2 separate regions of the Macaca mulatta genome follow, and region 1 is linked to region 2. The links are chromatin contacts, called in public Hi-C maps. All regions are on one chromosome and are shown on one strand. Each heading gives the region's core, a stretch centred on a gene start, on an enhancer-like site or on the middle of the called end of the contact. The rest is flanking DNA. Distances are from core to core; before and after follow the strand shown. Region 1 holds the start of REDIC1 (regulator of DNA class I crossover intermediates 1). Region 2 holds the start of KIF21A (kinesin family member 21A).

Evidence for each region. A called contact is a pair of places that touch in the nucleus more often than the background predicts.
Region 1: a contact with region 2 is called in a Hi-C map of fetal cortex germinal zone, with 3 times the contacts expected there. The contact joins the promoter of REDIC1 here to the promoter of KIF21A in region 2. A contact is called at or near these places in 2 of 14 Hi-C or Micro-C datasets (fetal cortex germinal zone and fetal cortical plate).

What each region holds. Positions count from the first base shown.
Region 1 is chr11:46,483,404-46,489,648 of T2T-MMU8v2.0, forward strand. REDIC1 (regulator of DNA class I crossover intermediates 1) reads left to right here and starts at 3,857. Exons shown (of 14, transcript XM_077953861.1): 1 at 3,857-4,003. ABCD2 (ATP binding cassette subfamily D member 2) reads right to left here and starts at 3,568. Exons shown (of 12, transcript XR_013400960.1): 1 at 2,442-3,568; 2 at 746-926.
Region 2 is chr11:46,301,535-46,308,313 of T2T-MMU8v2.0, forward strand. It overlaps KIF21A (kinesin family member 21A), which reads right to left and starts at 2,622. Exons shown (of 33, transcript XM_077953857.1): 1 at 2,429-2,622. The coding sequence starts at 2,472.

The sequences.
Region 1 (6,245 bases), core at 2,607-5,106, 180 kb after region 2:
ACAGATTAAGATCCAAACTCCCATCCAAGGATGATACAACATTTTAACATTGGTTTTTCTTCCTTGCCTTTATCTTTCTTTGTTATTCCAAAGAATGAAAACTGTTATTAAAAACTGTTGAGACAGTGATAGGATAGAATTAGCCAGCTGCAGCTTGACAACCACCATTCCTACAAAACCACCAAATCATGCTGCATAAGAGGTTATCTATGTTATTCACAAGTAGAGGAGCCCTTGTTCTATGGCATTTAAGCATTCCCTGAAGCAATATTCCTGCTTGCCCACTGTAGTCAATTGACTTTTCAAATCACAAAACAGGGCAAATTCAGTTATAGAATATTTATAGACTAAATGTATGGGATGTGTAGAACTAACGTTTATAACACACAAGGAAAGCTTGTGTTATACTCTTTCTGAGGGTAATGACTTATTCTGAGGTTAAGTGTGAACTAGAGAATCATCCTATATTAGGCAATATAATTAAAATTGCTCAAGGTCAACTCCCAGAAACACTGCATCAGAGATCTCTGAAATAGCTCAGAACTGGAAACGTCTTTGAGCCACTGTCTTATTTTTCATACTGCTGGTCTTATTACTGGATGCTGTAAAGTCTGCCATTGTTTTGGACTATTATTAACTAGAATAATTACTATGTACACAGTTTAGCCCACATAAAACTAGCAATGGCACCTTCAAAAGAAATAATGTTAAACATATATTTGAGATTAAGCATAAATGTCATTACCACCATCTGCAAAGCCAGTCGCAGTGATAATAGGTATAGCCACCATAATTAGTCCACTACTGCTCCAAACATACTTCATCAGGAATTGTTCTATCATGATGTACCACAAACGTTTGGATAAAATGAGGTTCATCTGATCCACTAAAGCTTTGTAACTTTTCTGAAGTTGTTTCATTTCTACCTATAGAGAGGAAAAAGAGTTGAGGACTTTCCTTAAAGACATATACATATTCTTTTTTTTTTTTTTTTTAGTATGGCATTATCTATGTGTCTTAACAACCAATAAATACAGATTAATACCAGTATTAGTTATTATTTAGTTTTGGTCACATGTGTATTATTTTTAAAAGTTTATGCTACTCAGTGGACATAATGTTGGGTATAAAATACATATAAGTAATTTATAGTTATGATATTTAAATTTTATGCATGAGATGTTAAAACTAAATGATATTAGGTAAGATATGAATAAACAATTGTTAGAGCTTTGTCCTTGTTGATTACACCAAAAATACCTGAAAATGGACACATGACATATATATGTATAGACTCTACTTTTGAACTGACTCACTTTGTTGGATTTTGTCTTTTATGCAAGAAGTCTAAACACACTATAATTTATATCATTGAATTCAATAGTTTAAGAAGAATCACAAATCAATATGATATAATACAATATATGAGGTAATTTTCAAGTGGGAGCAAGAGTCCTAAATTTACTTTAAATATTCTTTTTCAGGTTGCTACTGCTATTAAAAAAGACACTGATAATTACTGATGCTTTAAAAATTAAATAATTCTGCTTGGTGATTGACATGCCGTCTTCAACAGTAGAATACTTTATTTTATTCACCAAGTCATTTAAATTAAGATTGCATTGCCTTTAAAATTTCTGTCTTATTTCATATTCTGAAGTTACCTTCATATACTATGAGTATGTATAATTGGGCTAATTGTTTTAGGGATCTGCTTAATGTTGAAAATCTTCAATAATTGAAAACATTCTGAAACTCCTTTTGTACTCCTCATTTCTTCTCTAATCTCAGCTTTTTTTTTTTTCAAAGCTGGACAAAATTTCATTTCACTTCCTCTTTTCATTTTGTCAAAATATAGTGCTGAACATGAACTAAGAGTAGTAGAAATGCCATTTTGTGAGACACTTTCCTATGCTTCTTGGGAATGGGGATGCTCCATATTGATCAGACATGCAAAATTGTTAAAAATGTCTTCTGTAAGAAATCCTGGTTCCCCCCCTCCTTCGACAACAAAGGAACAACAAAGAATATCATTCTAAATTTTCCATTTCAATGGAAACATGTTTAGTCTTAGTTTCCAAATATATATTTTCTTCTGGTAGGTGCTCTAGGGCCACCTACCAAGTTGGGATTTAAGTTTTAAGAAAACACGTTAGAAATAATTCTGACCATATTTGAGTAACTGAGGCTAAGTAGGCTTTTTCAGAGTGTTGCAAATTTTATTCTCATGACACTTTAGAAAAGTTTGCACCCTATAATTCTTTAACTGGTTACGGTTAAAAGGGGTAATGAAGCATGTATTTTAATACAGGTTTAGATGTCAGAGGAATCTAAGACACTAAAGAAGTGGGTCCATCGACAGGACAACAGATGGTATCTGGCACTGCAGTGGCAGCTTGAACAGTCTCACATTTCACCCATCACCTTAATTTCTATCTTACCTTATGTCCTCTGTAAAAGGCAATTTCTTCTACATTGGCTATAATTCTGGAATGCACATACCGCAAATAGCCTTTTCTATGAGCTTCCTCTGCCACCAGTTTGCCAAATTTGGGAGAACAGGCTTTCAACACTTTAGCAGTGGCATATACCACAAGTCCTGCTAATAGGGTGGGCCCAGTTGGGCTTGCTCCTCTGGATGTAGCAGTTTGAATGAGTGTATAGGAGGTCAGGATTACATCTAAAATAGGTTTGGTCAGATTAGAATACAAGTGAGCCACAGATTGGGAGAACATCATAATATCCTCTGTAAGAGATTGGTCAGGGTTTGCCAGCCTCCCATCCATATTGATCACTTTATAATAAGTCTGATTTGTAAAATAGGTTTCATAGGCATGGTCTACTAGGCGAGTTCTGAAGGCCAAAGCCAATTTGCATTCCAGGTACCTTATTGCACTGTTGACGAAGGTAGCAGGGATGGCAATCATAAGCCACTTGATTAATTTGATGATGAAAGTCCGAGGCTTCTTTTCCACAATGCTTTTCACGATTTTTCCATCCAGACCAGCCACATAGATAGACAGAAAGGTTCTTGAGATTAGAGCCACTGAGTGCAGGCAGAGCCACCCTGTTTCAGTGGTCACAAGTTTTGGAAACAAAATTTTCCGAAGTTCTAGTAGCTGTTTGAAGAAATCTGCATTCACTCCAGGCGAAGGTATTTTACAAACGGTCTCGGTGCAATGCAGTATTTCTGTGTTCTCTGCAGCAGGGTAAGCTGCTTCTTTTTTCTTCCCGTGGCCAGATTGCTTTAAACGCTTGCCAATGATGGGATAGAGGGTTTTCAGAGCATATGCCGCAGCCACCAGGCAGGCAGCCCTCTTAGCAGCACTCGATCTGGTCCATTTCACTCGATCAGCTGCTGCATTTAGCATATGTGTCATTTTCCCAGTTACCCAAACCGGCTTCCAAAAGAATTCGTTTTAAAAGATCATGCTTCACAGAAATCCCCAGCAAATGTTTCAGAAAGTCCTACAGCGTCCCATAGTCTGCAGCGTTTCTCTTCCACTGTTTTGTTTTTAATTTTGTTCTGCTGTGACAGATGCAGCAGAGCTCAGACTCCGCTGCATCTACCGGGAATAATTCTCTCAGAAGCTCCAGCTGCACCAAGCTCCTCCCTCCCAGGCCCCTCATTGGCTGTGAGGGCGGTGGGACCTTGGAATCTTAGCAGCTTCCCTTTGAACCTTGAAAATGAGGAGAGAGCAAAACGAATTACATCCTTCCTTAAACAGGAGTTCAGAGAGTTAAATGTCTATTTTTGGAGAGGTCGAATCAGGCCATCTGCTGGCGAACAAAAACCGCTCTAGCTACTGAGCATGCTCAGTGTCACTTAGAAACCCGCAGAAGTTTCAGAATATACATCACTTCGGTAAGATTTCAGTAGCTACGGCAAACAGAAGAGCAAGCAGAAAGGGAGATTTCCAAGCGAACAAAACCGTCTCTAGCTACTGAGCATGTTCAGTGTCACTTAGAAACCCGCAGAAGTTTCAGAATATACATCGCTTCGGTAAGATTTCAGTAGCTACCGCAAACAAGAGCAAGCAGAAAGGGAGATTTCCAAGAGTTTTAACGAGACGAGGAGGGAGAAGGAACCACGGAAATGAGGGAGGAGGGACAAGAGGATCAACATAAAATGAATATGGAAAAAGCATGGAAAGAATCTGAAAGGGATCAGAAAAGAAAGTGATAAGTGGGAGGGACACTGGAGAATGCCAAATATCAAATACAAACACTTGGATCTGTTTTTCCGTCCCCCCACCCCCGGCTTTTTTGGGGGTCTGATTTCACATAAGGTCTCAGAACCTAATAGACAAGTTGTAATTGAGGGTATCCCTTGTAAATAAATAGGATAAAAGTCTTCCGTGTTATGGAAAATAATTATTTGCTATGCCTCTAGACATTCTCCCTTTTTCCCCTCCATCCTACTTGTCCTTATGATAAAAATCTTCCAGCCCCATAACTGGAGATCTGATGTACTTATAATTATTTACAAGGAGGCGACTATTAAGTAAATGAGATCAATGTTTCATTTTTACTACTCCCATGTGTTAGGTAGTTTTTACTTCGAGGGTGGTAGCACTTATAGTCAAAGTTTAACCATTTGGGAATTCAGCTGGTGTTGGATGATGGAAATAACTTCTCTAGGACCTTACTTCATTTTTCAGGAATTCCTTGTCTTTTGCAAGTGTCTTTTTTGTTTGTTTTGTTTAGCTGTAGAGATAATCTACTGGCTACTTCCTATTTCTATTTGGTTATTTGATAAAAACTAAGAGTCTTAAATTTCTTCACATCCATAATGGAGGATTTAAACTGTTCAACAGTCAAGGACAATTCTGCATATTTGAAAAAATGTAAAAAGCTTTTTTTTGTTTTGTTTTGTTTTTGAGACAGTCTCTCTTTGTCACCCAGGCTGGAGTGCAGTGGCACGATCTTGGCTTACTGCAGCCTCCACCTCCCAGGTTGGTGCCTCAGCAGCCCGAGTAGCTGGGATTACAAGTGTGCGCCACCATACCTGGCTAATTTCTGTAGTTTTAGTAGAGATGGGTCTTGCCATGTTTGCCAGGCTGGTCTCAACCTCCTGGCCTCAAGTGATCCACCTGCCTTAACCTCCCAAAGTGCTTGGATTATAGACGTGGGCCACCACGCCCAGCCAAGAGCATTTTTTAAGTCAAGGCTGAGTATATTTTTGGATATGCAAAAACCACTTTTTTGCTGTCCACTCTCCCCGCCCCCATCTCATTAAAACTCTCGGAAAACTCCCTTTCTGCTTGCTCCTTTGCTTGTGGTATCTACTGAAATCTTACAGAAGTGATGTATATTCTGAAACTTCTGGGGATTTCTAAGTGACACTGAGCATACTCAGTAGCTATAGCCAGTTTTGTTTGCCAGCAGCTGGCCCCCAACATACATACACATTTCCAGTCAATTAGAACCTTAGGAAAATATGCATTAAGCTAGAACAGAAGTTGGCAAATTACAACTGGTGGGCCAAATCTAGCCTGCCACTTAATTTTATATGACCCTTAAGCTAGGAATGATTTTTACATTTTTAAAGTGGTTGAAAATACATCAAAAGAGGAATATTTTGTCCTGTGAAATTTATATAAAATTCTCATTTTTGTGTTTATAAAGAAAGTTTTATTGGAAAACAGTCACACCCATTCATTTATTATCTGTCTATGGCTTTTTTCAAGCCACAGTGGTGGATGCAACAAAGTCTAAAATAGATACTATTTGGCCCTTTAGAGAAGTTTGCAAACCTCTGTGCTGGAATATAAAATCCATCTCAGCATTAAATGATCTTCATTACTGAGTTTATCACAAATAAAGAACTGTCCTCACTTTTATAAGTAATCATATTTTTAAGTTTTTAAAACTTCTTTCTTATGTAGTTATATTAATTCTGACAGTCATCACATATCTCTTCATTTGTTTGCATTCAATTCAGCAGATTGACTGACACATGAGTGTCAAACTCATGCAAGTGTTTTTGATAACTGGCCATATTAGTAGCACACTCCATCATCCCATTAAGACCTTTTAAGCCTGTCTGTACAGATCATAGTGGTCATGGAAGTTATTGTCAAACTCTTTTCTTCCTAAGCTCTTGCTTTTGTTGTATGCAAGGTAAGGTTGCCTTTCATTTTTGTCACATTTCCTAACAGCTAAACACAAAAGGGTTAGCAGCGACAGGACAGGTTAAAGGCCAGGGTAAACCTAACTGGGGGTGATGGCAGGATGTTGTTAGG
Region 2 (6,779 bases), core at 1,372-3,871:
TTATAAATACTAAAGTGCTATATGAGCATAAGCTATTTTTATCCTATATAAAGTAAGTTTACAGGGTAGCTCTGTTCAGAGAACAATGTATTTAATGAAAGAAATCCCCGATTTAGCCAGGTGCAGTGGCTAATGCCTGTAATCCCAGCAATTTGGGAGGGACGGCTTGAGCCCAGGAGTTCAAGACCATCCTGGGCAACATAGGGAGGCTCCATATCTACAAAAATGTATAAAAATTAGACAAGCAAGGTGGCACATGCCTGTAATCCCAGCTACTCAGTAGGCTGAGATGAGAGGATTGCTTGAGCCCAAGAGGTTGAGGTTGCAGTGAGTTATGATGGCACCACGACACTCTAGCCTGCATGATACAGCAAAACCCTGTCTCAAAAAAAGAAAGAGGAAAGGAAAGGAAAGGGGAAAGGAAAGGAAGGGAAAAGGGAAGGGAAAAGGGAAGGGGAGGGGAGGGGAGGGGAGGGGAGGGGAGGGGAGGGGAGGGGAGGGGAGGGGAGGGAAGGGAAGGGAAGGGAAGGGAAGGGAAGGGAAGGGAAGGGAAGGGAAGGGAAGGGAAGGGAAGGGAAGGGAAAGGAGGGGAAGGGAAGGGAAGGGAGAAGGAGTCCTGAATTCAACAAATGGAATCTTTGCAATGTGGCTTACTAAGTTATGTTGAAGTTTTTATAAAGCCTTTCTCCAAAAATCAAACCGACAGTCATTCACCTAAAAAGTCCTAACATGCACATCAAAACAAAATACAAGTTATTTATCAGTCAACATCAGTTTAGGGTCATCCATGTCTCTACAGGCAAAGAAGCATCGGATTTAACAGAATGGTCAACAAACTGCCTTGTGATAGTCCAGAGAATTCACACATAAAAATCTCAAATTTCTAAAAACAAATTGTTTTCACTAATACTGTATGCACCTTCTTCACCTTCCTCGATCAGCTCTCCTAACAAAATTGCCCCTTATTGGGTTTTTTGTCTTTTTCCTTCCCCTTTCTCCACCCCGGTGCAGTCATTAACTGGTATTAAAGGGCTAAAAGAGAGGTAGTAGCAGTGAATAGGAGAAACAGACTAATCTAACAATTGGATAAGTAACCCTAGAATAACCAAGGCCTAATTAAAACTTCAAAAGCCTTCTAACAGGTGATTCTAACCAGTCATAAACCTGTCACCTCCCTGGGTGGGGAAAAAAAAAAAAAAACTTAAAAACTCATTTTATTCTTTAATTAAAGATACAAAGTATACAAAACAGCCATTACTATTCCCAACCCAAGATGTGTCACTAAAATAGTAACTATAGAAATGCTTAGAGGGGAGAATTTTTAAAATAATTTTCTGGAAAGACTACAAGACTGGGAGATTGTTAATAATTTCTAATTTCTTGGAGTGTAGATTATTTTTATAATCCTTAAAGCATAAATAAAGGAAGCGAATTAACAGTAGACTCTCAGAGCTGTGAAAGTCACGCACTTACTCTAGAATGAATGCTTCATTAATTTTTCACACAGTGTGATGATGTTGCAATTTTCCATGAGCAACTATCAGAGCTTTCCTTCTTGATAAGTATCAAACCAGCCTAAATTACATCGAATACTCGTGCCTGTCATTGGCAGAAATATAATTTTGATGTACCTAGTATTTCCACTCACACCCTGGCCTGTATAACGTTACGATTACATTGCATCCACCCTGCCTAACGTCAGTATGTTTCACACAGTCACCCCTTTCACCCTTCTCTGGCTAAAGAGTTTTCTTCCTTCTGTAGACCTCTCCCCGGTGGATTTTACCTTAAATTCCACTTCCATTCAAACACCCAAGAGGCCAGATCTGTCTCTTCTACCCACACGCGAGGGCATATCTAGATTCCCGTGATGCTGAAAAAGATGTCCCATTTGCACAGACATCAGAACCCGAGTGGGCGCGCGGCGGGCCCTGTGGTCGCCGGCGCTGACAGTCAGATGCTTTGTCTCCTGCCTGGGAAGGCCGGAGCTGCATGGACACGTATGACAGACATTCTAGAACTAATAAAAAAGAACACCACAGCCCCGCGCAGAGGCAGCTCCTCCCGGACAGGCGATAGTCCAAGGCGGCCAGACCTGCGGCGACTGATCCGGCGAGGGGACGGAGGGGAGTGACGAGGGCTTTTCCCCCGGAGAAGTCAAGACGCCCCCCAGGAACCCGGGGCCGAGCAGCCGCCAGCCACCTGCAAACACAGACGGCGTGAGGGCGGCGCAGTCTCCCTGCCAGCACCCGGCCGCGCGTGCCAGGCCGGCGGGGACCCACTGCCTCAGTTTCCTCAGCCGCAGACCCCGGCCGGGACGCCCCTCAGGTCGCTCCACCCCGGCAGCCGGTGCCCCCGGGCCACAGCCAGGTCCTTGCCGCGCCCTCAACCCGCCGCCCGCCGCCCGCCGCCGGCAGCCCGTCCTCACCTGACAGCCACCCGCACGGAGCTCTCATCCGGGGCGCCCAACATGCTGGCGGCGGGCGGCGACAGGGCCGTTGGGCCTCCGCACCTCAGAGCTGAGGCGCCGCCGGGGCCGCGGGACTCGGGCACAGTAGGCTGGGGCGTCTGCGGGCGGCCGGCTCACCTCCGCCGCGCTCCAGCCATGTTGGGCGACTGAATGGAAAGGTGGCGGCGGCGGTGAGGCAGCAAGAGGAGGAGGTGATTCACTGCTCGCGGGTGCCCGCCCCTTCTCCCCCGCTCACCCCCCAGGATCTGGGGCGGGGACGGAGCGCGCTTGAACGGTGACCGCGCCGGTGGAGAAGCCAACAGGCCGCCGGCGGCCTCGGGGCGGCCGGGTGAGTGCGCCCTGCCCCCTCCGGTGGGGACGCGGCCTCCCAGCGGCCGGACTGGGGACTCCACGCCCGCCGGGGCTCTCCCGGCTCCTCGCCCCGCACTGCGTCAGCCGCGGCCGCGCGGCTGGGCCCTACCTAGCCCTCCCCCAGCCTGCGCCCCGCCCTGCCCTCGGCGGGTCACTGCCTGGCGCTACTGGGCAGGGAGGAGAGGGGGAAGGATGCCTGCGGCCGGCTGCCCTCGCCCGAGGGCGACCAGCCTGTGCGCCCTTCCAGGCTCTTCTAGGAGAAGGAAGCAGCCTGTGCAGGCGCTGCTGCCAGGTCCCTTCTAAAATCGAAGCTTGATTCAGCGGCGCGCCGGGAGCCAGCCAGCTGCTGCTCCGGTTCGGCTTTGTGTCCCACGTATAGCCTTATTGTCCTGTCTGCAGCTTGGACTTTGACCCCCTTCCCTAGCCCCCAGCTGAACGCTCTCCCTCCTCCCTCCCTGGAGTCGATCATTCATGCTAAACGGACTCCCGGGTTTGTCCCCTGTCTCTGGACAGCTGGGCTGTTGTACAGTCCATCGCCAGTTTACCAGCTCGGGTGAGATACGGAAATGATTTACTCGAGATTCCTGAATGCGTTTCTGTTCAATCATTTGTACACTGGTAAATGAACTGCACCCTGGTACTGCCAAGTGTTCCCAGAACTGAATATATCCACCAAGACCTGCTGTGTAGTAAATCCTTCCAAACTGATTTTCTTTCCCTTCTGGCCTTTAAAAAGCACCTCCCAATCCCAGGATTCTCTCAACATTGACCCATTGTGGTTTCTGTTTGTCACTATTGTGCTTCTACATGCCTTCAGATAGCTCTGTGGAAACAGCCTTTATTAGCTTTGCCACAGAGTATCTTTTGTGGACTGCTCCATACATCTCTATAAACAAACATGTGGCTTCATACAAAATAGTATCATAGATTAAATGGCACTATCCAAATAAAGGCACTACCTCAAATGCCTACAATCTACAATCACACACCTAATCATCTTGTTCAGCAGTGATACAGCAGCGTGGCTCAGAGAAGGCTGCAACACTTTGGGAAAAACAAGAAGTGTTTGATGATTTAAACGCATGGGAAGGCAGATGGGGTATATAATGATAGTTTTAAATTTATTCTGTCCCTTAATCTCACTACCCCTAAATCTTAACAGACATGTAACTGGGAGGTAAAGAGGGTAGAGATGCTGAGTATCCTTCTATAGATCAAATTGGTAGGAAAGCTCTCCTCTGGTTACTCTTTGGAGGGCCTTCAGCCTCAAAATTTATCCATTAACAAATCGGAGCTGCATTTCACCCTGACCTGGCAAGCCCATATCTGGGTGGATCTGGACTGGCCACCTTGCTGCTTTTGTTGATGAAAGCTGCAAGGAAAGCAAGAATGGCCCAGCACATTTAGCAAGAAAACTAAAGAGAAATTTGTATAATTCAAGACCCTCTTTAAAAAAAAAAAAAAAAAAAAAAAAAAAAAGTTCTTTTTATTTTATTTTATTTTGAGACAAAGTCTTGCTCTGTCGCCAGGCTGGAGTGCAATGGTGTGATCTCGGCTCACTGCAACCTCTGCCTCCCGGGTTCAAGCAATTCTTCTGCCTCAGCTCCTGAGTAGATGGGACTACAGGCATGCACCACCATGCCCAACTAATTTTTGTATTTTTAGTAGAGACAGGGTTTCATCATATTGGCCAGGCTGGTCTCGAACTCCTGACCTTGTGATCCACCCGCCTTGGTCTCCTAAAGTGCTGGGATTACAGGCATGAGCCACCGCGCCCAACCTATTTTATTTTTTGAGACAGAGTCTCGCTCTGTCGCCCAGGCTGGAATGCAATGGTGTGATCTCAGCTCACTGCAACAACTTTCTCTGGGGTTCAAGTGATTCTCATGCCTCAGCCTCCAGAGTAGCTGGGATTTCAGGAGTGTGCCAACACATCCAGGTAATTTTTGTATTTTTAGTAGAGATGTGATTTCACCATGTTTACCAGGCTGGTCTCAAACACCTGACCTCAAGTGATCCGCCCACCTCAGCCTCCCAAAGTGCTGAGATTACAGGCATGAGCTGCCTCACCTGGCCAAAAAAAAGTTCTCATTTAAAATAACAATAGTGTACATATATGTCTCAGTAAGGGGAGTCACAAACACAAATGCCTACAGGAGCCAGGCAGATAGCTCAGAAGAGCGGAGCAAGGTGACTACTATAATAAAGGTGAGGACTATCACAGGCCCCTTCCAAAGGCGGTGGCCATCCTCAAGTCTGGCTGAATATTGCCTTGATGAAATGCAAATCCAATGCAGCCAAGATTTTTGTTTCTTGTATGTCTGTTGCTTCTCAAGAAAAAGAGAAAAACAGATCTTTATGCAAAAACTCCTTAGTTTTAAACACCAACAACTAATTCAGCACAATATTTACGTATGCTGCAAACCAGTCAAAATATGTCTCAGGCCAACTATAGTCCCAAGACACCAGGTTGGAACTTCTGGACAAAATATTAGCACCAATAATAGCTGTGGCTTTGGGTTCATATTGCACACGGTTTCAGGAAGAGGCAGTGTAGAATTTCAAATTCTCATTAATGACCTTGTCAGTAATTTTTCCCCAAATCTCTAAAGTTGTAAAATTAACATACTATTTTGTATTTAGTTCAAATTCATGTATAGCTACTATAACACCTTTCCTTTTGACTCCTCTAAATAATCTTAATTTTAAAAAAGTTCCAAGGGCAGAGCTTTTACTGCAAGAGTGGTTTAAGTCCTATTCCAATCATTGACTCAATAAATATTTTAAGTGATTATATGCAAACAAAGTGAGGGACAACAGTGATTTAGAGAAGAATAAGACAATGTCAGCACTTACAAGGAGTTTACTGTCTAGCACAGGAAGATATATTTGAAAATACGTAAGTGGAATAACAGAAATTACAAGAGAAATATGATGAATTTTACCTGGAAGGGTAAGGAATTCTTCAGCTATAAACTGCTCGGGATGGTCTCCCTGAGTCCACTCTTGCCTTCACATTGCAGGAATAATGTCTTTTTTTTTTTTTTTTTTTTGAGACAGAGTCTCACTGTTGCCCAGGCTGAAGTACAGTGGGGTGATCTTGGCTCACTGCAACCTCCGCCTCCTGGGTTCAAATGATTCTCCTGCCTCAGCCTCCCGAATAGCTGGGATTATAGGCACGTATCACCATGCCTGGCTAATTTTTGTATTTTTACTAGAGACGGGGTTTTGCCATGTTGGCCAGGCTGATCTCGAACTCCTGACCTCAGGTGATCCGCCTGCCTTGGCCTCTCAAAGTACTGTGATTACAGGTGTGACCCACCATGCCTGGCCAGAATAATGTCCTTTAAAACGTAAGTCATTTATGTCATTTCTCTGCCTGAAACCTTCCAATGGCTGCTAACCCAAATAGAATAAATTATTCTAGACTTTTTAAGACCTTCACACCCTGTCCCTGCCCCCAACTCTGACCTCACATTTTGCCGCTCTATACCTTAACAACTACTTTTTGGTAAGACTGGTCTTTCTATCTCTGGAACTCATAAAGTTCTTTCCTGCCTTAGGGTCTTTGCACTAGCTATACCCTCTCCCTGGAATGTTCTTTCCCCAGACCTTCCCATGGTTGGCTTTTTTTTTTTTTTTTTTTTTTAATTTCTAGGTTATCAGTTTAAATGCTGTTTTCTCAGAGGCCTCTCCTGATCACCCAATCTAAAATAGCACCCCCACAAAGACCAGCTACCTGATTTGCACCACCCGGCGCAAAATGAAGATGTGAGGGATCTTGTAAGAAAAGGAGGATAAAAATGGTATGAAAGGTAAAAAAATAGAAAGCTTTTCCCCTTCTTTAAGCTCTCTCATGTCATGGTGTTTTTTTGTTTGTTTGTTTGTTTGTTTGTTTGCTATTTAATGTCATTCTCCATAAAGAAAAGTTAAAGTTTTAGATTATTTCCATGACTTT